Regions from separate parts of the Mus musculus genome. Here all the other regions are linked to region 1. Evidence: chromatin contacts called from public HiChIP or PLAC-seq and promoter capture Hi-C data. All regions are on one chromosome and are shown on one strand. Each heading gives the region's core, a stretch centred on a gene start, on an enhancer-like site or on the middle of the called end of the contact. The rest is flanking DNA. Distances are from core to core; before and after follow the strand shown.

Region 1 (4,316 bases), core at 1,196-3,695:
GCTGGTATTTTATGACTATTCCATTTTACCTATTGTATGTGCGCTTGGGTATGTGTACACATGTGCCCCACCACATACGTGGAGGTCAGAGGATGGCCTGCAGGAGCAGGTTTCCTCCTTCCACCTGGGAGTCCTAGGAACAAGATCAAGTCCTCCAGTGTGGCAGCAAGACCTTCTACCCACTGAACCATCTCTTTCGATTAAGGTGACATTTTATAGTTATGATTCATAAAGTATTTTTGCTAAACACATTTTAAAAGAAATAGTTTTTCTTTTGTGCCTCCAGTAAACAATAAATCTGGCACAAAGAAGTCCCAAATCTCAATAGTGATTTTTTTAATGTGTTTTATGTTTGTTGTACAGGCAGACACATGTCGAGGTCAAAGTTAGTATCAGGATATCAGCCTCAATCTTTTCTCCAGTTTATTTTTTTGAGACAAGCTCGCCAGCAAACTCTGTGCTCCCCAACACTGAAGTCACAGAGGCATGTCACTATACCTGCCTTTTTTCTTTTGAATGTTGGTGATCCAAATTCAGGTTCTCATACTTGCACAGCTAGAACTACCTGCAGTAAGCCATGTTCAAGACCACACCTGAACTCATAGCACTTGGGAAAGCTGAGGCAAGAAGGCCACAAGTTCAAGGTCAGCCTGAGATGAATACTGAGCGCTTCTGAGGCTACACAGTGAGTCACTGGCTCAGAAAAAGAAATGTCTTTTTTTTTCATACAGCATTGCCAAATGCCATTTGAAAGAATAAAGTAATATTTGTCTCGTCAGATAAACATGAAGTCAGTTTTTATATTGTAATCCTAAAGGTTAAAAATTATAGCAATCCCTAAATTAAGGAAGTCTTGAGATAGAAACAAGTTACCTGTGACAATCATGTAACGGGATACACACCACTACACAATGGCACCACCACAATTCAGAGTGGGAGACTGTAGTAGCGCCAGACCTCTGAGGAAAGGTCTGTACTCTGATGGAGCATATGGGACTGTATGGATAAATACTTGTTTTCAAACACTCATGTGCAGGAATGAAGTCATGTCTGCTGCACAAATGCCCCTTCAAAGGATAATAAGGAAATGTCTACACTACAAAGCAAGCCGCCATTTCAAATACCATTGGAAAGGACTCCAGCCCACCACTGTGGCATGTCTGTAAACCTGAGACTGGCAAGACAGTCCTTAAACACCTGGCTCAGAGTCTGGAGTTGGCTCTTTCCTGTTTTCATGCCTCCAACAAACATTCTATCCTCCCGGTCTAGCCCGTTCTGCACAGACCACATTGTTTCCAACAATCTAGCAGAATTCCGTATAGATGGTACTTCTTCCTAAAACTGTCTATCCCTCCCACACATAACTTTCTTTGGCCTGTACCAGGCTGCCATTTGCACGGTTTTTAGCGCATGAACTTTCCACAGGAAGCTTGCTGTCTGCACGCATCAGAGCCTCTGAGGGGATATATTTTGCTATCAGCGTCCTCTGGACCCTACAGCGCCGGGCATATAGCCTAAGTGTTACTGAGCACAGAACCGTTTGTTCCGCTGAAACCTTGTATGTATCAGAAGGCGTAGGAAAGCAAAAGGCAAACCCCATGATGAACCTACAAGTCTGAGTCCTCATTGATCAATCAGGGCTCAAGTCATTCCTGCCAGATAAAAGCAATCTTCACCCATCCATTCACCTATCCCTAAACTTTTAGGTAGTGTTCGGGAGTATTTTAGATAGTGATTATACCATTAGTGGTTCTGCGGAACCTAAATACCACCTTTAAGTTTCAGAAAACCGGTAAGGGCTGATACATACTGAGATTCCAAATGCTTCCGTTCCCACGTAGACTTACTGGGCTGTCTCCGGGTGCAGGTTCGGGATTCAACACAAGCAATCACCACACACAGCAAGTTATATGCCAGTTGCATGCGCGGCGGCGTGGCGCCGGCTCAGGGTATGGAGCAGAGCTGAAACGACTGCAAAAAGAAGAAAATGTTACAGTGGTGGAAAGGGGCTGGAGGCAAGGCGAGCAAAGGTTAAGCGGGAAGGTGCAGTGTCTTCCGGGAGAAATGTCTATTGCACAAGTCATTTTACCCTAGAAGTGAGAACGGCAGGATAAGAGAGCCAAGCAGCGCCAAGAGTTGGGCAAGCGATCCGGCTCCTGGCGTTCTCTCTGCGGGATGACAGGTCACCTGTGGGCAGCAGACCCCAGGTCCGAGGAGAGGGCGCCCCACTTCCACCCGCACCCGCACCCGGATCCGCACCTGGCTCTCACTCACTCACTGCACGCAGGAGCTCGAGTCTGGGCAAATCTCTCTGCGCCGCTCAGCAGTGTCCCAAGTGGGTCTGAGGGGCGCGGTCCCGGAGGTCTCCAGGGAGCTTTGACAGACTCGGCGCTGAAAACCGAAAGTACCGGGCAGGAAAAAAGGCTAGAGGGCGTCCCGCCTCCTTCCGCCTCAGCCAATCAGCGGCAGAGATTGGCCGGCTGTTCCATCAGCGCACCGTCCCCCCCCCCTCGGCTGCTTGGCCTTCCTGGTCCGCGCGCTCCCTACCCGGCGTGCGAAACTTGGGGCGCCGCTGTGCGGTGCAAACCGCAGACAGGGGGTTGTGTTTACAAGGTTGGAAACTATAGGCTTGCGCAAGCTCAGTCTTGGAGATCCTGCATTAAGTAGGCGCATCACTGCGGGATTCAGAATTGGGGACTAGAGATTAACCTTCACGCTACTAAAGCCAGGGAGCTTAATTTACCAATTTGAAAACATTCAATACTTGCCTTTAACTCAGCAGCTACAGAGAACTTGCTCTTGCAGAGGACAGGGCTTGGATTTGCAGTGCCTGCGTAATGGTTCCCAACTCCAGTTCCAGGAGTCTAGTGCCCTCTTCGGACCTCCACTGACGTCAACCAAGCCTGCAAGAAGTACACATACACGCAAGCAAAACAAAAATGTCATGAAATAAAATAAATAATTCTAACTAATATGTTTAAGAAAAATAAAGCTTTACACAATTGACACCTCCATTACCGAAACTTTTGTCCCGCTTAGCCATCATGATGACAGGACCTCTTTGCTTCTTCCTTTCTCGCAGGACATCCCTCTGTCCCCCATCTCCATTATTAAACTACTAAACCAGAATGTGAGTCTCTTATCTACCCTTCTCCCGTTGTGCCTTTGATGACTGTCCCTGTAACTTCCATGTCCTGGAGCACTCCTAGATGTATACACACCCACTGCTTTCTTCCAAGTGTCACAGTTACCCTGTCCTTGGATATCTACTGAGTCTGTAAACCAACTGTACTCAAAACACAGGTTCCTCCTCATACCCCGTCTTAGTCTGGAACGGATGAGGGCCAAGCCATAGACGTTGCCCATTTAGTCCCGGACACTTGGTCCTCGAGCCTCGGTTGGTCTAGCTCCTGTTTCTACCTCTTCCACCACCCCGTCCTCTTACCTGGATCATTGCTGTGGCTTTTCTGGTGACTGCTTGACTTTGGCTTTTCACTCCCTTTTAATTTATCTGCCATACACTCATTTGGGTGATTTTTTTTTAAATCTAATTGCAATGCTGATCATGTCATGCCAATCTAAAAATTTCATGATGGCTTTTCTTGCTTGGTCTTAGACAATTCAAATTTCTCAATATATTCTCTAAAGCCATGTTCCCCTATCACTTTCTTTAATCTCAGCTTGTGCTACTCTGTTTTCATTGCTTAGTACAGCATTTTTATTCTTTGAATAAGCAAAACTCTTTCCCCAAACTCAATCTTCTCACCAGCAGTGTTCTCTTTGAAAAGTCCTCTAAGCCAACATCTGTATTCTCAAATTCTTTGAGGAGTCACTAACTCATGTTAAAATCTAGGATCAATTGGGTGCTGATGGCAGACAGCATTAATCCCAGTACTAAGCAGGCAGAGGTAAGCTGATTCCTGTAAGTTCGAGGCCAGCCTAGTCTAAAGAGTGAGTTCCAGGACAGCCAGGGCTACACTGAGAAACCCTGTCTTGAAAAACCCAAAATCAACCAACCAACCAAAGAACAAACAAAAACCCCTCAGATCAAATGTCACTTTTCTACATAGATATCACAGAGGACCAACTAGGTCTTCTTAGAATGCACACCTAGAGAATCAATTGTTTCCTTGAAACAGATGGAATTTGAATCATGCCTTGAACAGCACCACTTTAGTTGGCAAAAGATCTAAGTAATTTCCCAAGGATGTGTATATATGTGTGCACGTATATTATAGCCTTTATAGATGGATATAGTCTATTTTCTTGTCACACGTGCACCCTCACAAAGGCATCACAGAACTGACTCCTGGTCA
Region 2 (4,316 bases), core at 1,151-3,650, 630 kb after region 1:
AATGAAGATAAAAGCTAGGGCTGAGTGAAAGTCTTTTCCCTGTTAGGTAGCATTCATGAAATGTGCTATAAACATCCACTGTAGAATTTTCACCAGTGGTTCTGCTTAGTTATATATCCCAGCATGCCAGTCAAGATGGAGCTGGTGATGCAATAGTAGTCCAACTGTTGTTGATACAGCCAACTGCTTTCTAATTTGATTGAAGGGCCTGTTTCATAGGAGAGTGGCTGAGGAAATCATATGCCCCAGCAGAAAGAATATTTCTATTATTTTGTTAGATAGGTTTACCACATGAATCTTGTACAGGATCAGGCCTTATACATTCAATGTAGCAGGATATTTGATCACACTGTGAACACCAAGATTATGTTATTTAGTGGACAAAAATGTTTTTAGTTGTGGTGTGGCTCTGCCTTAGCACACACCTTTACTCTAAGAGCTTTCTGCTTGAATTTTGAAAACAGGATTAAATAAAGTCAACCATAGGTCAGGAGGCAGAGCAAACAGTTGACAAGAAGTGAACATAGGATTATTAAGGAAAAGCATACTCGTGCTCCTAAAACCTCTCCGAACTCATTGGTTCACCAAGCTGTATTTAATAGAATGATTTTTTTGGTCTGTTTTTTGTTGCCCTATCTAAGGTGACATGTTAGCTATGACAGTTATGATATGACTACACTGAGAAGGCCAGCAGAAAGATGTGAAATGTTCATAGCTCAGTGGAGAATGAAAAAGAACGACATAGTAAGAGAATTCCTAACGTTGGAATACCCACAAAATAACAATCTGAGCACACTAGTGAAATGAAGGGAAATATAAACCAGTTAAGAGCATGGTTGAGGGAATGAATATAATTGTGTCTGGGGAGTGGGACTATACTTGAGAAAGGTGCTTAAGGCAGTTGGTTTAAAAACATAATTTGTAGAAATGTTTCATTGTTAAAAATAAATATTGTATAACTTCATTAAATATAAAATGTCAATCATATCAGGCTCTGGAATGGCACCTTGTGTGCAGACCCAACTCTTATATCTTATAATCTTATTATATTATATAATTATATATTATATATAATAAATAATATATATTATATTATATTATATTATATTATATCATATCTTATTATCTTAGTAGTTGTGCAACATTGAGTACATCATTTAACTTCTTTCAGCATTAGTTTCCTAACCTCAATAGTAATGAAGATGGTGATATTAACTTGCAAAGGGTGAAGAGATAATTGAATGCATAATATTCATAAAGGCCAGCACTGTTTCTGGCCTTTGAGGAGTTATTTCACTTTGTTTCTTGCCAATCACCTTTATTTTATTTGTGTGGTTGGTCCCTGGGTTATCAAATTCCCACTATGTTTCTCATCACAACAACTTCCAGATATTACCACTAATTCTCTTTGATGGGAATTATTAGTACTCCTGAGTATATGAAAAAGTACCTGAATACCTGGTCAAGTATCAAAAACAGAGACAGCATCCTCCTAGCTGAATGTGTATGGTGAGATCCTAGAGCACACTGAAAACATTTACAAGTGATCCATTTCCCACCTTGTGCTTTCTTGCCTGGGTTGTGAGTGTTTGTGTGTGTGCATGCACATGCAGTGGACACAAATAGGATCTGAACTCAAGTTGTCATTTTTGACCCTCTAAGACTATTGTTCTTTGCACTGCCTTATAAACTGGCAGTGAGTTGCTGTATTAAATTATTTAAATCCCAGCTCAGGGCTTCTACTCTGCTCTGATCATTGAGTTCCTGGATGAAACACACACACAGCCTTTATGTTTTTATAAGCCCTAAATAGCACAAAAGCTGGGCAGCTGCCTGCCCTCCATGCTGTTATAATCTACTTTCCTATCAATAATATTGAGTTATTATTTACTGTTTACTATGTTTCATCTGGGCTGCTCTTAGCTCCAATTGGACAGCCCCCAGGACCATGCTCTCTTGACCCTTATCCCACAGTGGCTTCCTCTTCCTCCTCCTCCTCCTCTCCAGAATATTCTTCTTCCTCCTTCTTCAAGCCCACAAAGCCTAAAGCCCATCTATGTTCTCTTCTGTCCAACTATTAGCTGTTGGCATTGTTATTTACCAATCAAAATTCTCTGGGGGCAGAATACTTAGCTAGTAGCATCTACCTGTGGACTCTTATTTCTGGGGGGGGGGGGCAAATAAGCACTAGAATACAAGCCGCATCAGGCCAACCCACTACAGTGAGCGAAGAACAGTTTCTTTAGGCTCAAATCAGGGACATGAAAGTATAAAATAGACAACCTTTAAGTTTCTGTGAACTTCAACTTTCTATGTGTTACTGAGGCATGGTACAGTTCCGGCCTGTTTCACTAGCAGGATTTATCCCTTCCGTATAGGGAATAAGGATTCCACAAAGTGTCAAAGTGCATGTGGTTGTGAAGTGCTGTTCTCTTGCATGCAATTTTCACTTCCTGTTCTACCCATACGGAGCAAGATACAAAATTGCTTTGAGTTTTATTTTCATTTTTTGCAATGACTTGGGATCTTACCTAGCAAGAGGCACAGAAGCTTATTATAGATTTCCCAAGAAGCTGAGCAGTTATGAAACTCACTGGGCTCAAAACATCCTGAGGGCATAAGCTTTGACCGGACAAGACAGCCCATTTTCAACAATGGTCTTGGTAATTTTCTAGATAGAAATGCAGCTGTGGGCCAGTTGTGGTTTTGGTTATGGATTATATCCGGGGCTGAGGTTGGACATTCCAAAGATTTGCTTCTGCTTTAGCTCCAGAGAGTCCCTCAGCAAACCATACTCAGCCAGCTGTTGAGGAACCACAAACATACCCTGTGGACGCTCAAAAGTCTGAAAACTACCTTGCTGCTTGTAAGTTTCAAGCTAGACAGAGATCAGAGATCAGAGATGGAGCTAGCCCTTTGCTTATGTCTGGCTAAGTGTGTGTAATTGACTGTGGCATCCATTTTACTCAAGCATTTTACTCACTGACCTCACAGCATTTAGGCAGAGGCACACAGTCTGATGGTTTGGGACTTGAGAAATAACCCCTCTGTGAAACACGACTCTTATTCAAGGTTTAAACCACCAACATGCAATCTCAACATTTTTTTAAAAAGAAAATCTCAAGGAAACCAGTTGGTCTTAGTATTAATTATATTTTAAAAGATGCAATCCGAAGCAACCCTCATAAGTACCCTTAATCAATGTCTGAAGACTGTTTAATGCATTGATTAGAAGTTCCAGATCCTTGAGCACGCTGCTACTTAATGAACCATTAAGTAAAGTTAATTATTATTAATAGATTGCAGACTTGAAAATCCACCCTGACCTTCATTTCCCCATACATTTATAGGGGATTAAAAGTTGGAAGAATAACGCTTTCATCCCTAGTACTACCGGAGAGCTAAGTTCCCTCCATGCACATGGCAAATGTGTGGTGTAGTGAGTGCCTTCTTCCCCATGCCATTCTGCCCCGACGCCATGAGACAAGCACTTTCTTCCCAGCCTCATGAAAACATAGCCTATAAAGAATATACTAACGCCAGTTGAAGGTTTGTCTGTCTAATTTGCTGTGTTCTCCGAGGCAAGGGACTTTGTTCTAGTAGTTCTTGGAACAAATGAAAGACTATCATCAGAATTCACCCTGGTAGTTGGCATGTAAAAGAAGGAATGGCCCCAGTGGTAGATCTGCGAAAGCTCTTAGTAGAGTGTTTGGCACATAGTAGGTACTCAGCAAAGGTTAGGTTTTATCTTCTTTAGGTTTAATATTTTGGGGGGAGCAAATAATTTATTTTTATTTAATGTGTTTTGCCTATCTGTGTGAGGGTGTCAGTTCTGGAGTTATGGATGGTTGTGAGTTGCCATGTGGGTGCTGGGAATTGAACCCAGGTCCTCTGGAAGAGCATTCAGTGCTCCTAACCACTGAATCATCTCTTCAGCCCAGCTGTTAAGTTTTAATAGTATGCATAGTTTTCATGCAGGCTTCTGCCCATATTGGTCAAATCCCCTGGAACTGTAGTTAAAGGAGGTTGTGAGCCACCTGACGTGGGTGCTGGGAACAGAACTTCCTCCTGAAGAAGACTGCCATCTTGATGATTCCTTTTTTTTTTTTTTTTTTTTTTTTTGTTTTGAGCCATCTCTCTAGCCCCTAGTTGTTTTCTTACTCTAAGTTTTTCATCATGGGTCCCTGTTCTTATCTACCAGGAATAGTGACTGGGCTTTTATTGTTCATTCTTGGGGCCCTCCACAGTCCATGGCTTTGGGTAGTTGTTTGGAACTTATTCAGAGTCTATTAGCTTCAGCAGTGGTGTAATACACA
Region 3 (4,316 bases), core at 1,259-3,758, 600 kb after region 1:
ATGATCCAATTTTGTATGGCTCAGATGTGTGTGAGCATGCATGTGTGTGAACATTAAAAAAGATCCAGGGGCTGGAGAGATGTCTCAGGGGTTAAGAGTAATGACTGCTCTTTCAAAGGTCCTGAGTTCATTACCCAGCAACAATGGTGGCTCACAACCATCTGTAATGAGATCCAATGTCCTCTTGGGTGTCTGAAGACAGTGACAGTGTACTTATATAAATAAAATAAATAAATATTTAAAAAATAAAGATCCAGAAAAAGTTTCAAGGTAAACTAGTTTGGGTAACTTATAATGTATTTTTTGTTGCATGGCTCTATTTTCTGCACGTGTGTGTGTGTGTGTGTGTGTGTGTATGTGTATGGCATGTATGTGCCTGTGTTCATATGTGTGGGGGCATGTATATGTGCACACACATGCACATGTGCATATGTATCTGCCAAGCCATGGAGTTCATGTGGATGTCAGAGGACAACTTTTGAGAGTTGGCTCTGGGACTTGAACTCATATTACTAGGCACCAGGCCCCTTTATCTATGAGTCATCTCTCTGACCTATTCCTGTCCTTTGTACATGGCTTTGGGGACCTGAGTTCAGGCTTTTGATGTCAAGGTACCAGTTTACTGACTGAGCATCTCCCTAGCCCATTTTCAATTTTCTCAATGTTGCATAGCATTACTGATATACCAGGAGACAAGTAAGAAAAATCAAATAATAAATTAAAGAGGGAATAAGAAAATATATTTAAAAATCTGTTTCCTCTATTTTTTCAGTATACTTATGTTGATTATGTAGGTTATTTCAAGTATTTAATGTTGTTTTATGAATTTTTTTCTAATTTCTGAAAACATACAACTGGCAAAGGGAACCAACTGTAAGAGTCAGAAGAAATACTTGATGCACAGAAAATGACAAAGTTACCCTATGATATATATATATATATATATATATATATATATATATAATTATGATTAATGTGTAATTATATTAAGTTCAAAGCTACTAGCACACAGAAGAGACTACGTGTGTTTACCCATTTTGTGTAAGTAATTACTTGTAATAATTGTTCTGTTGAACAGATTGTCTTTAAAATAAATTTTAAACTAAACTACAAATACTTTGGTTTTGGCCAAGCTGTATTTGGTGAAGTTTCATTCGGGTAAATTGTTCTGATCAAATCAACTGCCATGGTTTCTGAAATCTGAGACATCTTGGCATTGCCTCTCACAGCTTGACGTGCTGACAGTGCACAAAGGTTCTGGAGTGGGAGGAGAAACTGATGCTTTCTGGAGCCAGTCTGCCTTCTGGAATATGTCCTTGTACCACACTAGGTCACTCTAATCTTTCAGGCATGAGCAAGAACCACACATTCTGCATATGCTCTGTGAGAAAGCAGACATAGTAGCAAGTTTGACCAGATGGAAATTGGACCAAAAATAAGTCCTTGTCCATTTCCTTGCTTTGTGTGACCAGTTAGTGCTTTGTGTACTGAGCTTTGTGGAGAGGGGAGGGGCTTTCATGCTCCAACTCATTCTAATCCAAGGAGATGAGGTATTATGATGTCGCTTAACACTGAAGTATCTGTGAAATACCTTTGTAGTGTTCCCCGAGAAGAAAACACGGGATAGGCCATCACTGCTGCTTGACACACTTGCCTACGACGGTTGGAAGGATTCTGGGCCAGCATAAAAATCCAAGGCCACATTTGTCACTGTGTTTTGAGCGTGTGTGTGTGTGTGTGTGTGTGTGTGTGTGTGTGTGTGTGTGATGCACTGTGCAGACTTTTGCTCTACTAACTCAAGTGCCATAATAGTCACAGAGGATCCACATCAAACCTTGTCTCCAGTTCTCTGTTTATGCCAACTAAATGTCCCCGGAAACTATTCAATTTTATCTCCCACAATTCTTGACATTTCTAAAAGTGATCTGCTCCAAATGTGAGCCACTTGCAGACACAGCTTCCAAGCCAGGGAAGCTATTTTTAGAGATCAGCAGCAGAACAGCCCATTTCGAGCAAGCATTCTGGTCCACTTCCAGTGTCCACACTTCTTTTTTTTCTTAAGGGCATTCAGCTGGTTCCCCAGAAGTCTAGATTCCAAGCCAGTGGTGAGTTTAGAAGAAGGTAACACCGGATCTGGAGTAGGTAGTCAGCTGGGAAACACTTGCCTTTACCTTGAAAGAGGTACAGCAGTTGCTACCATCTCTCCATTTTTGGAACCCTGATGTGTCTCTGACCGCCAAGTCATATTGCTACTACCAGGAGGATGAACCCAACCATGAGGAGGAGACAGAACTAGGGGGCAATGTATTCCTAGATTGAAGCTCTTATGAGTTATTTCTAGCTGTAAGCATCCTAACTAATAGCAAGCATGTGCTGATGTTTATGAAGTTCACTTGTGAAGTGTTACACCAGGCACTGAATTCTAGGAACAGGCTGGTCTAGCCCCTTGTTCTAGGAAACACACTTAAGTCATTTCCTAACTCATGGCAGATCAGAAATAACAAGTGAGAAGAGAAAGAAACAGGAAGACATGAAGCCAGAGCTAGAGTGCAGGGGCACCAGTGCAGGACGAGCTAATGCTGAGAACAGCGGTCCTTCTAATCTGGAGCCCTTGTGGGTGTCAGCACATAGTCCAAAGACTAATGCTTGGTGACAGCTGTGTGTCATCAAGGGAATGCTTTCTGTATGTTTTAGAAGGAGGATGGGACTGTGTACTGGCTGGTTTTGTGTGTCAACTTGACACAGGCTGGAGTCATCACAGAGAAAGGAGCTTCAGTTGGGGAAATGCCTCCATGAGATCTAGTTGTGGGGCATTTTCTCAATTAGTGATCAAGGGTTGGAGGGTCCCTTGTGGGTGGGACCATCCCTGGGCTGGTAGTCTTGGGTTCTATAAGTAAGAAATCTGAGCAAGCCAGGGGAAGCAAGCCAGTAAGAAACATCCTTCCATGGCCTCTGCATCAGGCCCTGCTTTCTGACCTGCTTGAGTTCCAGTCCTGACTTCCTTTGGTGATGAACAACAGTGTGGAAGTGTAAGCTGAATAAACCCTTCCCTCCCCAACTTGCTTCTTGGTCATGATGTTTTTTGTCCAGGAATAGAAACCCTGACTAAGACAGACCGGATAATGTTTAACAGCATTTCTTTTTTTTCTTCAAGACAGGGTCTCTGTGTAATAGCCCTGGCTATTTTGGAACTGGATCTGTAGACCATGTTGGCCTCAAACTCATAGAGATCCTCTTGCTTCTGCCTCCCAAGTGCAAGTGCTAGGATGAAAAGCATGTGCCACTACCTCTTGGCAGTAGTATTTCTTTGTAAATAAAGAAAAGGATTAAATGATTAAGAACATTGTCTGAGATGATACACCAAAAGTAAGCTCATTTCTTGAACAAGTTCAATGAACGCTGAATGTATGCGCTATATTAAAAGGTTGCTTCTCCCAGAGAACAGGAGGAGGCAAGGAAAGCAGCTCATTTCAGAGTCCCCATGAAAAAGCCTGGACAAGAAGCACATTTGATGAATCAGGACTTGATTTCGTGCTTCTGCAAGGCACTGCGCTTTGGTTCAGTGGCTTGGCAAGACAAGGCAACCTAAACTGTTTCCTCTGAAGCTGCCAGAAGGAAGAAAATAAGCAGCTTGACTGAGTAGAAGGGGGGGGGGGTTGAAAACTCCTAATTAAAATGTAAATGCTTCTCAGAGCCAATAGCTTGTAGACAATATATGTATATATATTGGAAAGATGGTCCACACTAAAACTGCACCGTGCAAAACAGGTTCTAAGTTTGCACAAAACCTGAGCCAACCTGTTGATGTAATTACCTTGCTGTGAAATTACTCAAGCCCAGTCAATTGAAGCCACGTGCAGGAAAACAGGTGGCTGTTGGGTCCGCTGAGGTCACTGACTAACACTGAGGGCTGCTTTACCAAGAAAAAGGAGCCAGAGCAGTTTGAAATTCATGAACAAGGTGTGGGGGGATGTATTGGGGCTTTCTGGAAGGAGTGGGCAATCTGTGAGCCCGTAGGTTGGTCCCACCTAATGGGCTGGGCAGGTAGCTCCACTAGCCCTGCTCTTCAGCTGCCAACCCAGTTTCCTTGGAGACCCAAAGCTGTGGAATGAGCTGTCCAAGAGTGCTGAACCAAATATTATGCAACTTAAGGTAAATGCTTTTCTAATTATTAATTCATATGTTGCTCTTAACATATGCTAACTTAAAAACGAGCACAGGAGGGGCTAACGTCAGCACTGTAAGGGAACCATTTCAACAGTGAAATGATTTTGCTAAACATGGAACTCGAGACCATTAGATTAGTGGTCTTCAGT
Region 4 (4,316 bases), core at 1,100-3,599, 610 kb before region 1:
GGCATGTAGTAAATCCTGGGTGTGAGGGATCTTTTTTTTAAGTATTGCTACTTGCTACAATGTATTTATCTTACTACTTAAGAACAAACAATTCTTCCAAAGGAAATAACAGAAACAAGAATTAAGAGGAGGACAAATGAAATTAAAACAGAAGAAATTAGAAATTTTCTGAGATAAAGTAAATGGAGCACACACAGGGTGACTACAAAGGAAAAGTTTGAAGAACCAAGTGGGCACAAAATATTTTGATGACAAAATATTCGCAAGGCAGCAACATTCAGGAAGTTGCCTAATTATCAAGCGCTGGTGACATGTATGAAGGCTGCATTTTCTGTCTGAGAAATGTAGATAAAATCCACAGCTACTCACCACATCAACATGTGATCTTCAACAATAACTAACCAGGGACTTGCTCCTCTGTGCACCATAGAGCACGTACATGCTATATCTGATTTCCACCTACTGTCTGTTACCAGTCCCTCTTCTGCAACCTCACCTCTGGTTTGCGGCAGCTGGGAAGAATGGTACAGCTGAGACTGGGCAACTATGAGTCTTTCATGAAACACTCCACCTGCTTTAACTATCCTGTAAGTGTTAGCCTGGCCCTTCCCTCTGGTTTCTTGCCAGGTGATTTCAACATCTATCTTTTCAAGTCTTTCTGGGGAATGTTCTCTGGGACAGCCTAACTGGCCATGTATCTGGAGGCTAATTTCCCATATCACACAGACTGGACCCTACAGAAGGGTAAAAAAAGTGTATGTGACAATGGTGTTGAGTGACAGATCATGTTTGCTTCACGCATATTTATGTTTTAAAGAGATTTTTATATTATTTTTAAAATTATAAGAAATTTAAATAAGACCCAGGAGATACTGTAAAAACTGATAAGTTAAAAGCATTATGGTTGTGGGGTGGGGGTGGGGAATCCCTGCTCTTACAAAGCCAGTTTGCTTTCTGTAGGTCAAACATTAGCCCCTCTTCCCAGGTCCTTTTTCCTACAAAACCTCTCCTCTCACACTTGATACAGTAGGATCTTCAGGCACTTTGTTCTCTCTCTCTCTCTCTCTCTCTCTCTCTCTCTCTCTCTCTCTCTCTCTCTCTCTGTCTCTCTCTCTCTCATTTCCTTAATGCATGGACAGATCAGGAGAATGCTTGCTTTCTTTTTCACTTCCGTACTGGCTGGACAGATCAGGAGAATGTTGTCTTTCATGATAGCCCAACTGGGAACTTGAAGAGCTTTTCATTTCCACACAATGAGGGATCCAGCTGTCTCCAGGTCACACCAGAGCAGATATGTCATCCTTTGTACAAATCACCTTTATAATTTTCCTCTGAAACGCTAGCAGATACCGTCTTTGTTTAACTTCCACGTCTCAACATTTCAAGTGGTCTGTAATAAGGCGTATTGACTGCAGAAACTGTCCCTGGAAACGGGGGCTGAGCATCCAGCAACTGTATATTTATACTTTTTCATAAAGAAGGGCTTCACAATTTGAAGCGTCAGGGCCTATAAAGTGCTCTTTAGTAATGTCTTATGATGCAGAGCCTGGATTTTCTTCTACTTGTTTGTAATTTTGAACCTAGTTAACTTTCAGTCTCGTTTTGTAGCTGTAACAATAGATTAACATTGCTTACATCTATAGGATTCAATGGTATGTAAACAATGCTTCCCATGTAAGAAACGAATGTTCCTAAATGTTAGCTGTCATTATTGCTGGCTCTGGATTCTCTGCTCCCCATCACAGGCACGCACATACCCTTGTCAAACCAAACCTGTATACAATCTACTTGCTATCTGAATTTAACAAATGATACAGCTTAATTCTTAGAGTAACACCTGTGCTCAGGTCACTTCTTCATTAAGGTGCCATGTTCAGATGCTGTCTGGGTTCCAGAAGCTCCTGGAGCGAGCACTGTCTTTCTCCTAGCTGTTGTCTGCGGGGTCACCCGAGGACAGTTTACCAAGGTTGTGCCTAGAACCAGACAGCATGCATCTCATCAGCAGAGTTAGCTTTGAGGGTGGCACCTATTAAGTTCTGGAAAACTGATGGCTGTCACCACCCCTAGACCAGGTTGTTATTTACTTTGGGCTTCAAGTTCTTTCCAACACCCCATCAGAGATTAGGGAGTAAAACACCGCTCAGCCCGAGCGCAATGGGGTGTGGCGGAACGGGGATGGGGCATCGCCCACCTCTTCACTCTTTAGAATATGTCACGGCAGCCGGGGCTGGATACCGGGTCCCCCGGGCGGCCCCAGAGGGCGGGAGGCCGAGAGGAGGCGGCGGACGCATCCGCCGCCGCAGGAGGCGGAGCGCTGCACCTGGCGCCCGGTTCTCCAGCTCAGCCCTGAAACGGGTCCAGCCGGTCGGGAGCGAAGGCGGCGGCAGCGAGGCCAGGCCTGGGACCAAAGCGGCGAGGAGGAGCGGACAGAGGGGTTGCGCCGGACTGCGCCGGGCCAGCGCCATCGCTCGCCCCACCCGGCTTGCATCCAGCCGTCGCGCCCGCCGCACCCCCGGGAGAGGAGCTAGCCACCCAACCGACATGCGGCGCTCTGGCCTGCCCGCCGCCGCCCCGGCGCCCCGAGCGGCCGCCCCGCACCCCGGGGACAGGGCTCCCCGCGCCTCGCGCAGCTGAGCGCCTCCAGGTGAGTGGGTCGGCGCCGCCCCGGGGCCCCGGATCCTCCTCCGTGCACCTGCTGCGGGGTGGGCGCCGCCCCGGCCCGGGGCCTCCGAGCCTATCCCGCCCTCCCGGGTGCCGCCTGTCATCTCGGGGTGCAGGACAGCGGCGTCCCCCGCGCCCGCAGCACTTCCGCAAACGTAATTGGAGTCGGGAAAACAAAGGCGCTGCCCGGGAGCCCTTGGCCGCCGCCCGCCCGCAGCTGCTGCAGAAGGTGGGGGGCGCGGGTGGGCCCCGCGGGCCCAAGCCTGTCAGAGTCCGGTCCCGGCGTCGCCTTGGAGGTAAACATCCCCGGGAGAGAGGGGGAGGCGAGCTTGTCTTCATGGCCCTTGACAGTGTCCCCCTGTGTAGCAGGAGGAAACTGACATTGTCTGCCTCCCCCGTGGAAACAAATACAGGGGGCGGTACACCTCTTCCCGGGCTGCTACCTCCTTAGGAGAAATGTCCTACGGTGTGCGTGCGCGCTGAGCACTGAGCTTCAACTCAGGCTTGGGTCCCTCGCTTCACAGAGACTACCAGGTAGAGGAAAGATTCAGATGTAGCCCCTCCTCCTCCCTTTGCCCCTCCCCACGTGGTCTTGCCCGTGGATTACCACCCTTAAGTCTGGCACACTGTGCGTTTTGATTCTCCCACACGCCTGCGAAACCACAAACATTCCCTTTCATCAAAAAAAAAAAAAATTAATAAGCATGCCTACACCCACTGGGACATATAATACCTGCCAATCCATCGTAGAAATAACCTTGTGGAGTTGAAGTTTCAACTCCCAACCAGTGTCTAAGTAGTTTTGTGTCCTTTGGTTGTTGTTACATCATCCCAGGCTGCAGTTTTCTCACACAGAGAAAAAAGATGGATACAAGATGATAGTAATCCAGTCAAATCTCCTTTAACCTTGCTGGAGGTTCACGATGTTGTGTGTAGTTGTGTGTGATATTGTGTGTGATATTAGGTGTAGTTGAAAGTAGGCAGCATACAGTTTATGTGCTACCAGCAGCACTGTAAAAGAGAACATTGGGTAGGTCCATGTTCTGCACAGAGCATTGCTTCCTTGAGACCAGGCCCTAGCCAGCTAAAAGTGTATGCATTATTGATGCCCTTATGAAGAAAAGGAGGAGGATAAAATCCTTTGCATTGGGAAGCTTGGCTCTGACACCCAATACTTGTCATTAGCATATGTGGAAGATTTTTTCATTTGATTGGTGATGAGTAAGGGTGATTGGGCGTTTTTCACAGGTTGTGAGTAAAAATTCACAATATTAAAAAAAATTGCTTAGGAAAAGGTTGAAACATTGTTACTACAATGCAAGACACATCTGGAAAGAAAAAGGGGTCTAATTTTAAAAAAATGAATTAAAACTATTAAATATTTTACAGTTTTCCAGGCTATCTATCAAGGTAAATATAAAACAAGAAGGTAGACTAAAACAGAAACAAAACAGTACATGTCTGGTGGTCTGGGTATTGAGTCATCACCAATTCTATGCAACATATATACATACATATACATAATACACACATATACATATATGCACATATTTATATCTATTATAATATATAGTACATGTGTGTCTATATATAAATAATATATATGTTAAAATACACACACACACATATATATGTATATATATATATAAAACTTC
Region 5 (4,316 bases), core at 526-3,025, 530 kb after region 1:
CTCACTGTGCAGCCCTGGCTGGTCTAGAACTTGTTATGTAGACCAGGCTGGCCTTGAATTCACAGGCATCAGCCTACCTTAGCCTCCCAGCACAATTAAAGATGTACACCACCACACCTGGCCTGAGTTGTTTTCTTCTCATCATGAACCAGTAGCGCCTCATCACCTGAGGCTCTGTAGAGGCCCCACAGTTCTGTTCCTCAGACTGTAAGGTCAGCAGTCGCCATGTAGCTGGCCCTAGTGCACTCATGGGAGCACTCTCAATTCATACTGTTCTGGTTGTAGCCTCTGTGGCTTCACAGAGAGCAGAACTTCTTCTCTTGGGGTTTGATGAGTCTTAGATCCTGCCAAAGATGAAAATACCTTGTCTTCCTCTTGGTCCTGACAACTTTTTAAAAGTCTAGATCTAGTTTTCCTGTCTTAAAATAATGGGTTAACCAGGGACAGTCCAAAGAGTCTGAGGCTTTGGCTGGCAGGAGCTCTGTCCAGACAGTTGAGCTAGACCAACCACACAGCCTGAAGGAGAACCTAACATAGATTTATTTTTCCTGTCTCATCTTGTTTGATTGATCAAAGACTTAACAATGAAGATTTGGATGTTACTTTCTAATGCTTGGTTCTCAAATGAAAGTTGAATAAAACCTGACAGTTGTGATGTCTTCCAAACTTTTAAATGGTGATTCTAATTCCTCATTAGCTCCAATGCACAGCCTTAGTTTTACCATGCAACAGAGAATAAATAAGAGGTACACAGAAGTCTTCATAATGCTTAGACTAAACAATGAATGCCTACTGAATATTGGATATTCTATGTTTGGAATTGTAGACACAGTTTAACAGAAACTTGTTATTCATAGCAGGAGTAGAGACAACACAGGAAACATCGTCCGGGGCATCAACTTATGTTGGTCTTTTACAGTTAGAATGAACACCTAGGCCCAATTCTTTTATCATCTAGGAATGCCTGGTGGGAGTGGGTATCTGATAGAGAGATAAGACTGGACTCCTAGGAGAGCTGCTTCCAGATGTCAGCTGGTTCCTTCTTCTTCTTCTTTTTTTTTTTTAAAGATTTATTTATTTATTATATATAAGTACACTGAAACTATCTTCAGAAACACCAGAAGAGGGTGTCAGATCTCCATCATGTGGTTGCTGGGATTTGAACTCAGGACCTCTGGAAGAGCAGTCAGTGTTCTTAACCACTGAGCCATCTCTCCAGCCCCAGCTGGTTCCTTCTTACACTTTGATAAACACCAACAATTTTGCCAAATGGTATTCTTAAAAGTCTGTTTATTAGTATTTCATGAATCTATTGTTAACATTGATAATGGTAACTGTGGGTTTGTTGCGTGTTTGTTCGGGCATGGCTGATTTGCAGACACAGGGTTCAAGAGTCTCAAAGGTTCAGATTTGGTCAAATGTTAGCCCTTTGTACCCAAAATGTTGGTAAATCTGCCACGATAGTAAACCTTTGATGCAAAGAGCTGTCAGAGAAGCCCAAATGGGTGGAGATCTGACCTTATCAGGCTTACAGGACAATTTCTATAGCAGCTTTCTGTGCCTTCCCCCTGTGTATATGACAGAACTCCACCCATGTCACAGCTTTGTCACTGTGATAAAACATGTGACATACAATATAAAGGAGGACAGGCTTCTCTGAGTTCAAGGTTTCAGCCCAAGGTCAGCTGGACCACTACTTCTCAGCATTAGGTGAAGCAAAATACCACAGTGTTGAAAGCCTGTGACATAGGAGGCCCTTTACCTTACAGCTGTCAGGAAACAGAAAGACAGGAAGTGGTTGGAGCTCCAGCATGCTTCAAAAGGCCCAACCCCAATGACCTATTTACTCCAACCAGACCTTGCTTCCTAACGTTTCTGTCATTTCCTGCTAGCTGCCACAGCTAGAGACCAAGCTTTCACACATATACCTCTGGGAGGCATTCCAGATCCAAACCACAACACCATCTGCGACTTGCTTACGTTGTACCATTATAGCTGGGAGCAAGAATTGAGAGGAAAAAAAAACCACATTCCTCCAGGTTCTGACCTACCTCTGGTTGTTTAAACTGTGTGACTTAATTGTTGCTCTGAAGCACCAGGCTCAGTACCTTGCCCATCCCTCGGCTTTGGCTACAGGACATGTTTCTGCCTCTGTGAAATGTTCATGATACATAGCGTGCTTGGGCTGCGTTCATTTAGTGAGGCTTCTCCCCTCATATTTCCTGCTAAGACCATGGCACAAACAAACTCTAAGTGGCCCTTAGAGAACTACGGAACAGATCAGCATCAACCTACTGCTAAGATTCACCCAGCTGAAATCAGTTATGTGGGTTTTGTTATTGTTGCTGTTTTTGTTGTTGTTGTTGTTGTTCTTTGTTCCTGTTAGGTAGTAATGAATGACAGGCATATAGATTACCAACCTTCAATACCCCTAACACCTGATAGCAATGAGCGTTCTTATCACATTAGGTTTCTGGCACTTTGTAAATAGGATCTTTTAAATTCTTACAGCTAATCTGGGAGCAAAGTCCCCACATACCTACTGTGTAGATCAATCAATCAGAGCTTTGAGATAAAAGTAATTTGGCCTAAATCACAGAACGGGGAGGCACAGAACCTGAGTAAGTGCCACCCAGTTTATAGAGCCCATCTTCTATCTTCCATTTCTCAACAATGCTCACTCTGTCTGACTTGCTCAATTGAACTGAATTGAGCTATCCATGTACTCAGCAAGAGGGTCAATCCAATATATTTGCCCGTTCAACACAGATGAAAATAGTGCAATGCATCAGTGCACTAAGGGGTAGCCTAGGGATGTGTAGGGTCAGTATGCTCCTCACTGTCAGACAGATAAGCCGCATGTTCTAATTTGATTATGGGTGTGTGGGCTCTAGATATGCTTCATATCTTGTTTGCTTTCATTCATCTTGCCCTGTGTATATAAACAACTCTAGACAAAGGAAACATCTTTAGAGGAATGCGTATCTTTTAGAGTGTGACCAAAGCCTTTGGTTGCATATCTCCGAGGCTGACAATCATTGAAATGTCAGTACCACCAACTTTCAGAAATACACCTAGCTGTGGCTGGAGAGATGGCTCAGCAGTCAAGAGCACTCATATTCTTCCTGAGGACAGAGAAGAGTAGAGCTCCCTGGACCACAGCTGGTGATCCACAGCTGTCTGAATCTCCAGCTTCATGGGTCTCTAATGTCCTTTTCTGGTCTCTTCAGGCACCTGCATATATGTGGCACACAGATATACACACATACACGTACACATAATTTTAAAAACTTTAAAAATTTCAATTACTAAATAAATCTGTGTTGTTCTCTGACAGTGTGTCACTAGACCAAAAAGTTTGAAAGAACAAAATTACTTTACTCTTCTGCAGGGGAAAACCAATAGGAAATAATAATTCATATTAATAAATATCATTAAACTCAGACCATTTCTGAATTTTAGAATAAAACTAATTAATCTACTGAAAGAACAGCAAACCAGAAAAGATTAAAAATTATAATTAAAGAATGGGAATGACATTTACTATCGGAGGCATCTGGCCGACTATCTGAGTAGTACACTAAATAAAGTGAATTACTTCTACCATAATAACAGTATTTGCTATAATACAATGGCAAGCAAGAAATCTAATTGCAACCTGTCAAGGATTAAAAAAAAAAAACCCACCATGGTTATAATGTGGAAAATGCAGAGAGAATAGATATGATCTGTATTTTTAAAAGAACAGGGTAATGCTGCTATATAGTTTCATTTCCAGATATCAGGATTTAATATAATAAGAAAAGACGGAGAAATGAAAATTGGGGAGACTTTGAATAGGAACTTTAAGATGGGGATTTGCAAGCGAATGGAAACAGGCTGATTTTGATTATATTTCAGTGTGAGATAAAGGAAAGATGGGTAAATCCAAAGTAAAACATAATTATAAGTTTCTTCATAATCCCTGGCAAAATATTAAAGATTAGATCCCAGAATTGTGTTACTAGCTGTACATGTTTTGCCATTCATGGGGACCCACTGTATGCTAACGATGGTCGGAGGTCAGATAAAAATGTGCTCCTAAGTGGGAATAATCATAAAGGTGTTTAATAAGATATCTGGAATTTAAAAAGTTTTTCCTTTCTTTTTTAGAATTGGAAAAATCATAAACTCGTAACAAAAAATAATCTTAGAACTTCAGACCAGGAGTGAGGAGACAGCCTGTGACTCCACTTCTGCCCAGAGAGCCAGACACAAGGCACAAGCGAGTGTCAATACCAACAGCATCACAGTACCAGGCTATGCACAACCCCTTG
Region 6 (4,316 bases), core at 719-3,218, 530 kb before region 1:
GACAGTGCTACTTTATCGTCCTAGTGAGCTTGCAGTGGCAGGAAGTTGCAGTGGCAGGAAGTTGCAGTGGCAGGAAGTTGCAGTGGCAGGAAGTTGCAGTGGCAGAAAGCAGGCAGGTGGCTAGCACTCCCGGGGATTTGCAGCTTGCTCATGGGACTCCTAAGCAATATGCCTCTCGGCATATCAGTTAAGTAGAGCAGCTGCAAAAGGGGAAGTTCATCCATGGTTAGGTCATTTGTTTTTCAAAAGCCCTACCTGGTATACATAACCTTCCCCATTGAAAATATGAGGATTCTTAAGCGAATAGGGCCTAAGTTATGGGATCATGGTCAGAGCCAGGACACAGACTCAACTCTTGCTAACACCAGAGCCCTGCCTACCACCTTCCCATCCTAGTGGGAGGGAAAGCGTCCACGGTGGTACAAGACATAAATAGCCAAGCCATGAGTTCTGTGTGCCTGAAACCTATGTGTGTTTGTTTCTATTCTTGATTTCTAGACATTCTCTAAAACCTTAAATCAGCATCCCAAGCAATAGCCTTACCAATAAAACGTCCTGACAAGATTGTAGGCTACTTTTGTTGTCCCAGTATGAGTGCTATGGGCTGCTTGTGACTCTTACAGTGGATATGTACCTACTGTGTCTCTGAGGATTTCTATCTTTTTTTGTTTGGTTGGTTGGCTTTATTGTTTGTAGAACATGATTTTAGTATTTTCAACTGTTAATATTCAACAAACAGAATCATTTTAAGATATATTTTGTTGTATTTCATTTCTGATTTTATTAATTTAGATACTGTCTTTGTGCCCTCTGGTTAGTCTGGCTAAGGGTTTATCTACCTTGTTGATTTTTCTCAAAAAAACAGCTTCTGATTTTGATTCTCTGTAGAGTTGGTTTTGTTTCTACTTGGTTGATTTCAGCCCTGAGTTTGATTATTTCCTGCCATCTACTCCTCTAGGGTGTATTTGCTTCTTTTTGTTCTAGAGCTTTCAGGTGTGCTGTCAAGCTCCTGTAAGCTCTCTCCAATTTCTTTTGGGAGAACTTAGAGCTATGAGTTTTCCTCTTACAACTGCTTTCCTTGTGTCCCATAAATTTTGGTATGATGTGTCTTCATTTTCATTAAATTCTAAAAAGCGTTTCATTTTTTTTCTTTTTTTCTTCCTTGACTGAGTTATCATTGTGTAGAGCATTGTTCAGCTTCCACGTGTATGTGTGCTTTCTGTTGTTTTTATTGATATTTAAGACCAGCCTTAGTCTGTGGTGATCTGATAGTGTGCATGGAATAATTTCAATCTTCTTGTATCTGTTGAGGCCTGTTTTGTGACTGATTATATGGTCAGTTTTGGAGAAGGTACCATGAGGTGCTGAGAAGAAGGTATATTCTTTTGCTTTAGGATGAAATGTTCTATAGATATTGTTAGATCCGTTTGGTTAATAAGTTCTGTTAGTGTCTCTGTTTAGTTTCTGTTTCCCTGATCTGTCTATTCCTGAAAGTGGGGTGTTGAAGTCTCCCACTATTATTGTATGGGGTACAATGTGTGCTTTGAGCTTTAGTAAAGTTTCTTTTATGAATGTGGGTGCCCTTGCATTTGGACCATAGATATTCAGAATTGAGAGTTCTTCTTGGTTGATTTTTCATTTGACCAGTATAAAGTGTCCTTCCTTATCTTTTTTGATAACTTTTGGTTGAAAGTTGATTTTATTGGATATTAGAATGGCTACTCCAGCTTGTTTCTTGGGACCACTTGCTTAGAAAAATGTTTTCCAACCTTTTACTCTGAGGTAGTCTCTGTCTTTGTCACTGAGGTACATTTCCTGTATGCAGCAAAATGCTGGGTCCTGTTTACGTAGCCAGTCTGTTAATCAATGTCTTTCTATTGGGGAACTGAGTCCACTGATGTTAAGAGATGTTAAGGAAAAGTGATTGTTACTTCCTGTTATTTTTGTGGGTTTCTATCTTTAAACCACTTCCTGTGATGCAAACTGTCATGCAAGACATCACTTATGGGAAGTCTGGGGGCCTTTACTTCCTTAAGTTCTGCAAGAGCACTTGGATCCAAGTTAGGTGACTCTGTGAAGGTGAGAGTATGATTATGAGAGATGATTACTGGAGAGGGAAAGGGTGATTTCCCATCCAGACATCCTTCAGTGCATTGAGACAAGACACTTAAAACTCTAAACCACTCACGTAGTTTACACAAAAGCTTTAATAACTCCCTGACACAGAACTTCTAAGCCAACGGACATCTGGGAAAGTGATGCTTGTATGAGAACAGGAATTGGGAGGTGAAAGAAAAGTTCTTTTTCAAATCAGAAATCATATAGCTTAGGCAGGGCCAGCTGTGGCTTATAAAAGGGAGCAACTTGCTGCTGTCTGGGAAAATGTGAGCCAGCCCAGGTGAACATCTCATCTGGTTCCCATCTGCCCTGGGCCGCTAACACACTCGCCCTATTGTAGCTCAAGATTAGACCCAGATTTCACAGGGCAGCTTGGAGACTTCATAGTGCTTGGGTCAAGAATGTGGGCCTGGGGCCAGAAGTCTGTCTGGACTGAAGTGTCAGCTTTGCCAGTCACAGTTTATATGGGCCTAAGGCCTCCTGGGTAAAACTGAGGTTTCAGTGAGAGACTTGATAGTACAGAGCCAGGTAAATGTGTCTTCTGAGATAGACTCTGCTGGTTATGTGAGTCTCAGTGCCTTTATCTTCTGCCAGCTGCGATACACTGCAGATTGCCTAATGGGAGACAGGTCTAGAGAATGGAAGTCAGGTATGAGTCAGAGGCTAAACTGGCACCTCATCTATCCATGCAGTGTCACCCAGTGGGGAATCTGTGAAGGTAGCTTGCTCACAGGGTCATCTGAAGACATCTGTCTTGCTGCAGGCTTCATCAGACAAGCATCCCATGTGATTTATGTGTAGGATTCCACTGCAGGTTAGACAGAAAAGCCAATCCAAAAATGACACATCTAATTGTGGGGAATCCCCAAATAGAGGATAATGTGAGATCCTATTTGGGCGGTTATTGATCAGCATCGCCTCTGGATCGTAACTATGTATATGTTCAGATATATTGATACAATCCATCAGATATCCTAAAATCTGTAATCTCTTACATTTCTAGATATTTTTAAAAGACATAAATTCAAATATTTTCCTGTCACATGGACACTCCCCTAAAATTCAGCCCTAAATATTATTGGCAAACTACATAACTAGTTCACAAAGTGTCTTTGTGCTTGTAAACTGTGTTTTAAAACCCTTGAAAACTAGCATTCAAATGATATGATTTTTTAAACCATTTAAGTATAGCCACCTACGCTGCTTCTCACCCACACATTTGGTGTCAAACAGTCCAACTTGCTTCAAACAGGGTGCTGTTGGGAGGCATCTGCTGTAAGCAAGGGCACAACGAGGGTTCTGCTGTGTGTATGTGCATGTCTGCGAAGGTGTGAAACATAGCTGCCATTGAAGGACAGTCAGTCATTGGCTGCTTCAGAAAGAGGAGGAAGGTCAGAAGGGAAGGACTGTACACTGCTTGGTGGGCATTAGAAATGTCATTGGTCTTTGTCATACACACTGACTCGGAGCCCAGGGAACATTTCACCAGAAATGTTTTAATTGTTTAGCTTCTCACAGCTCTCACATAGCAATCTGACAGATCCATGATTCTTTCCAGAAATGAACATGAAAAACAGCTCTCTCAAAAGACGACCACTGTTTTCATTGTGGGTGCACGGGCTTGCTGGTGCTGGGAGCTACAGCTTCACAGTGAAGTCCCAACTGTGGGGTTGTTCTGGTGGCTCAGGGGGTGCTGATGTGCCAGACACACACAAACACATTCTATACTAGGCAAGCTGTGTAGTGAGAGGTGAACATGGCAATGCCCAAGTACTGACACACCTGACCTGTTACAATGCCCAGAAATAAAGCTACTGAAAAAGAAAACCAGATTAAGCTGTGGCAAAATGTTACAACTCCTGTCTATTTTTGCAAAATAGTTGCCAAAATGACTAGAAGCACATTGTTTACACACAAGTGTTCATGCCTGTGTGTATGTGCATGCAAACTCAGAGGAAGGTACCAGGCTCCCTGGGACTAGAGTTATGGATGGCGGCAAGCTGCCATGCCACTCAGATGCTGAGGACGAAACTCAAATCCTCTGTAAGGCTCTTTTTAGCCACTAAGCCATCTCTCCAGACCCTATTCTTTGACGTTTTAAAGTCAACACGTAAAGGCACAGATTGACCTGAGTGAGGTTTCTAAGAAAAGGAAAAAGACTCCTGATATTACCTATGTCTGTCAAAAGGCAGAGGCAG

What was found. Promoter capture Hi-C pulls out the DNA fragments that hold promoters and counts their contacts. HiChIP or PLAC-seq counts read pairs in DNA pulled down with a chosen protein or histone mark.
Region 2: an H3K4me3 HiChIP or PLAC-seq map of bone marrow-derived macrophages shows a contact between it and region 1, with 2.8 times the contacts expected there. The contact joins the enhancer-like site here to the promoter of Stat1 in region 1. A contact is called at or near these places in 2 of 39 promoter capture datasets (neutrophils and pre-B cells), 4 of 484 Hi-C or Micro-C datasets (B cells, Sertoli cells, bone marrow-derived macrophages and 1 more), 5 of 115 datasets of contacts at active chromatin or transcription factors (bone marrow-derived macrophages, effector CD8 T cells, extraembryonic endoderm stem cells and 2 more) and 2 of 9 other capture datasets (adipose tissue and liver).
Region 3: a BATF HiChIP or PLAC-seq map of CD8 T cells shows a contact between it and region 1, with 5 read pairs. The contact joins the enhancer-like site here to the promoter of Stat1 in region 1. A contact is called at or near these places in 2 of 39 promoter capture datasets (the C10 cell line and neutrophils), 1 of 484 Hi-C or Micro-C datasets (bone marrow-derived macrophages) and 6 of 115 datasets of contacts at active chromatin or transcription factors (the 230-238 cell line, CD8 T cells, effector CD8 T cells and 3 more).
Region 4: a promoter capture Hi-C map of pre-B cells shows a contact between it and region 1, with 5 times the contacts expected there. The contact joins the promoter of Mfsd6 here to the promoter of Stat1 in region 1. A contact is called at or near these places in 10 of 39 promoter capture datasets (the C10 cell line, the HPC-7 cell line, HPC-7-derived erythroid cells and 7 more), 1 of 484 Hi-C or Micro-C datasets (embryonic stem cells) and 7 of 115 datasets of contacts at active chromatin or transcription factors (astrocytes, bone marrow-derived macrophages, effector CD8 T cells and 4 more).
Region 5: an H3K27ac HiChIP or PLAC-seq map of thymic regulatory T cells shows a contact between it and region 1, with 5 times the contacts expected there. The contact joins the enhancer-like site here to the promoter of Stat1 in region 1. A contact is called at or near these places in 4 of 39 promoter capture datasets (the C10 cell line, neutrophils and pre-B cells), 2 of 484 Hi-C or Micro-C datasets (CD4 T cells and CD8 T cells), 5 of 115 datasets of contacts at active chromatin or transcription factors (acute myeloid leukemia, bone marrow-derived macrophages, craniofacial prominence and 2 more) and 1 of 9 other capture datasets (liver).
Region 6: a promoter capture Hi-C map of pre-B cells shows a contact between it and region 1, with 4 times the contacts expected there. The contact joins the enhancer-like site here to the promoter of Stat1 in region 1. A contact is called at or near these places in 1 of 39 promoter capture datasets (pre-B cells), 1 of 484 Hi-C or Micro-C datasets (CD4 T cells), 4 of 115 datasets of contacts at active chromatin or transcription factors (effector CD8 T cells, embryonic stem cells, memory CD8 T cells and 1 more) and 1 of 9 other capture datasets (adipose tissue).

Annotation. Positions count from the first base shown.
Region 1 is chr1:52,117,567-52,121,882 of GRCm38.p6, reverse strand. It overlaps Stat1 (signal transducer and activator of transcription 1), which reads right to left and starts at 2,445. Exons shown (of 25, transcript NM_009283.4): 1 at 2,260-2,445; 2 at 1,811-1,971.
Region 2 is chr1:51,492,210-51,496,525 of GRCm38.p6, reverse strand. No RefSeq gene overlaps it. Among named protein-coding and RNA genes, the nearest start is that of Nabp1, 16 kb to the right of the region's middle. Within about 2 kb of position 2,400, at least 47 of the 459 cell types and tissues checked have an H3K27ac peak or open chromatin away from gene starts, as enhancers often do. A contact at or near this core is called in adipose tissue, bone marrow-derived macrophages and pre-B cells, where this site is marked.
Region 3 is chr1:51,512,798-51,517,113 of GRCm38.p6, reverse strand. All of the region lies in intron 3 of Gm17767 (predicted gene, 17767), which reads left to right. Among named protein-coding and RNA genes, the nearest start is that of Nabp1, 37 kb to the right of the region's middle. Within about 2 kb of position 2,508, at least 57 of the 459 cell types and tissues checked have an H3K27ac peak or open chromatin away from gene starts, as enhancers often do. A contact at or near this core is called in the 230-238 cell line, CD8 T cells, bone marrow-derived macrophages and 1 more, where this site is marked.
Region 4 is chr1:52,725,351-52,729,666 of GRCm38.p6, reverse strand. It overlaps Mfsd6 (major facilitator superfamily domain containing 6), which reads left to right and starts at 2,349. Exons shown (of 6, transcript NM_178081.4): 1 at 2,349-2,644.
Region 5 is chr1:51,582,615-51,586,930 of GRCm38.p6, reverse strand. Gm17767 (predicted gene, 17767) reads left to right here. Exons shown (of 4, transcript NR_151621.1): 3 at 4,153-4,316. Among named protein-coding and RNA genes, the nearest start is that of Gm17767, 12 kb to the left of the region's middle. Within about 2 kb of position 1,775, at least 138 of the 459 cell types and tissues checked have an H3K27ac peak or open chromatin away from gene starts, as enhancers often do. A contact at or near this core is called in CD8 T cells, acute myeloid leukemia, bone marrow-derived macrophages and 2 more, where this site is marked.
Region 6 is chr1:52,651,198-52,655,513 of GRCm38.p6, reverse strand. It overlaps Nemp2 (nuclear envelope integral membrane protein 2), which reads right to left. Exons shown (of 9, transcript NM_001142647.1): 9 at 3,595-4,316. Among named protein-coding and RNA genes, the nearest start is that of Nemp2, 23 kb to the right of the region's middle. Within about 2 kb of position 1,968, at least 79 of the 459 cell types and tissues checked have an H3K27ac peak or open chromatin away from gene starts, as enhancers often do. A contact at or near this core is called in effector CD8 T cells, memory CD8 T cells, pre-B cells and 1 more, where this site is marked.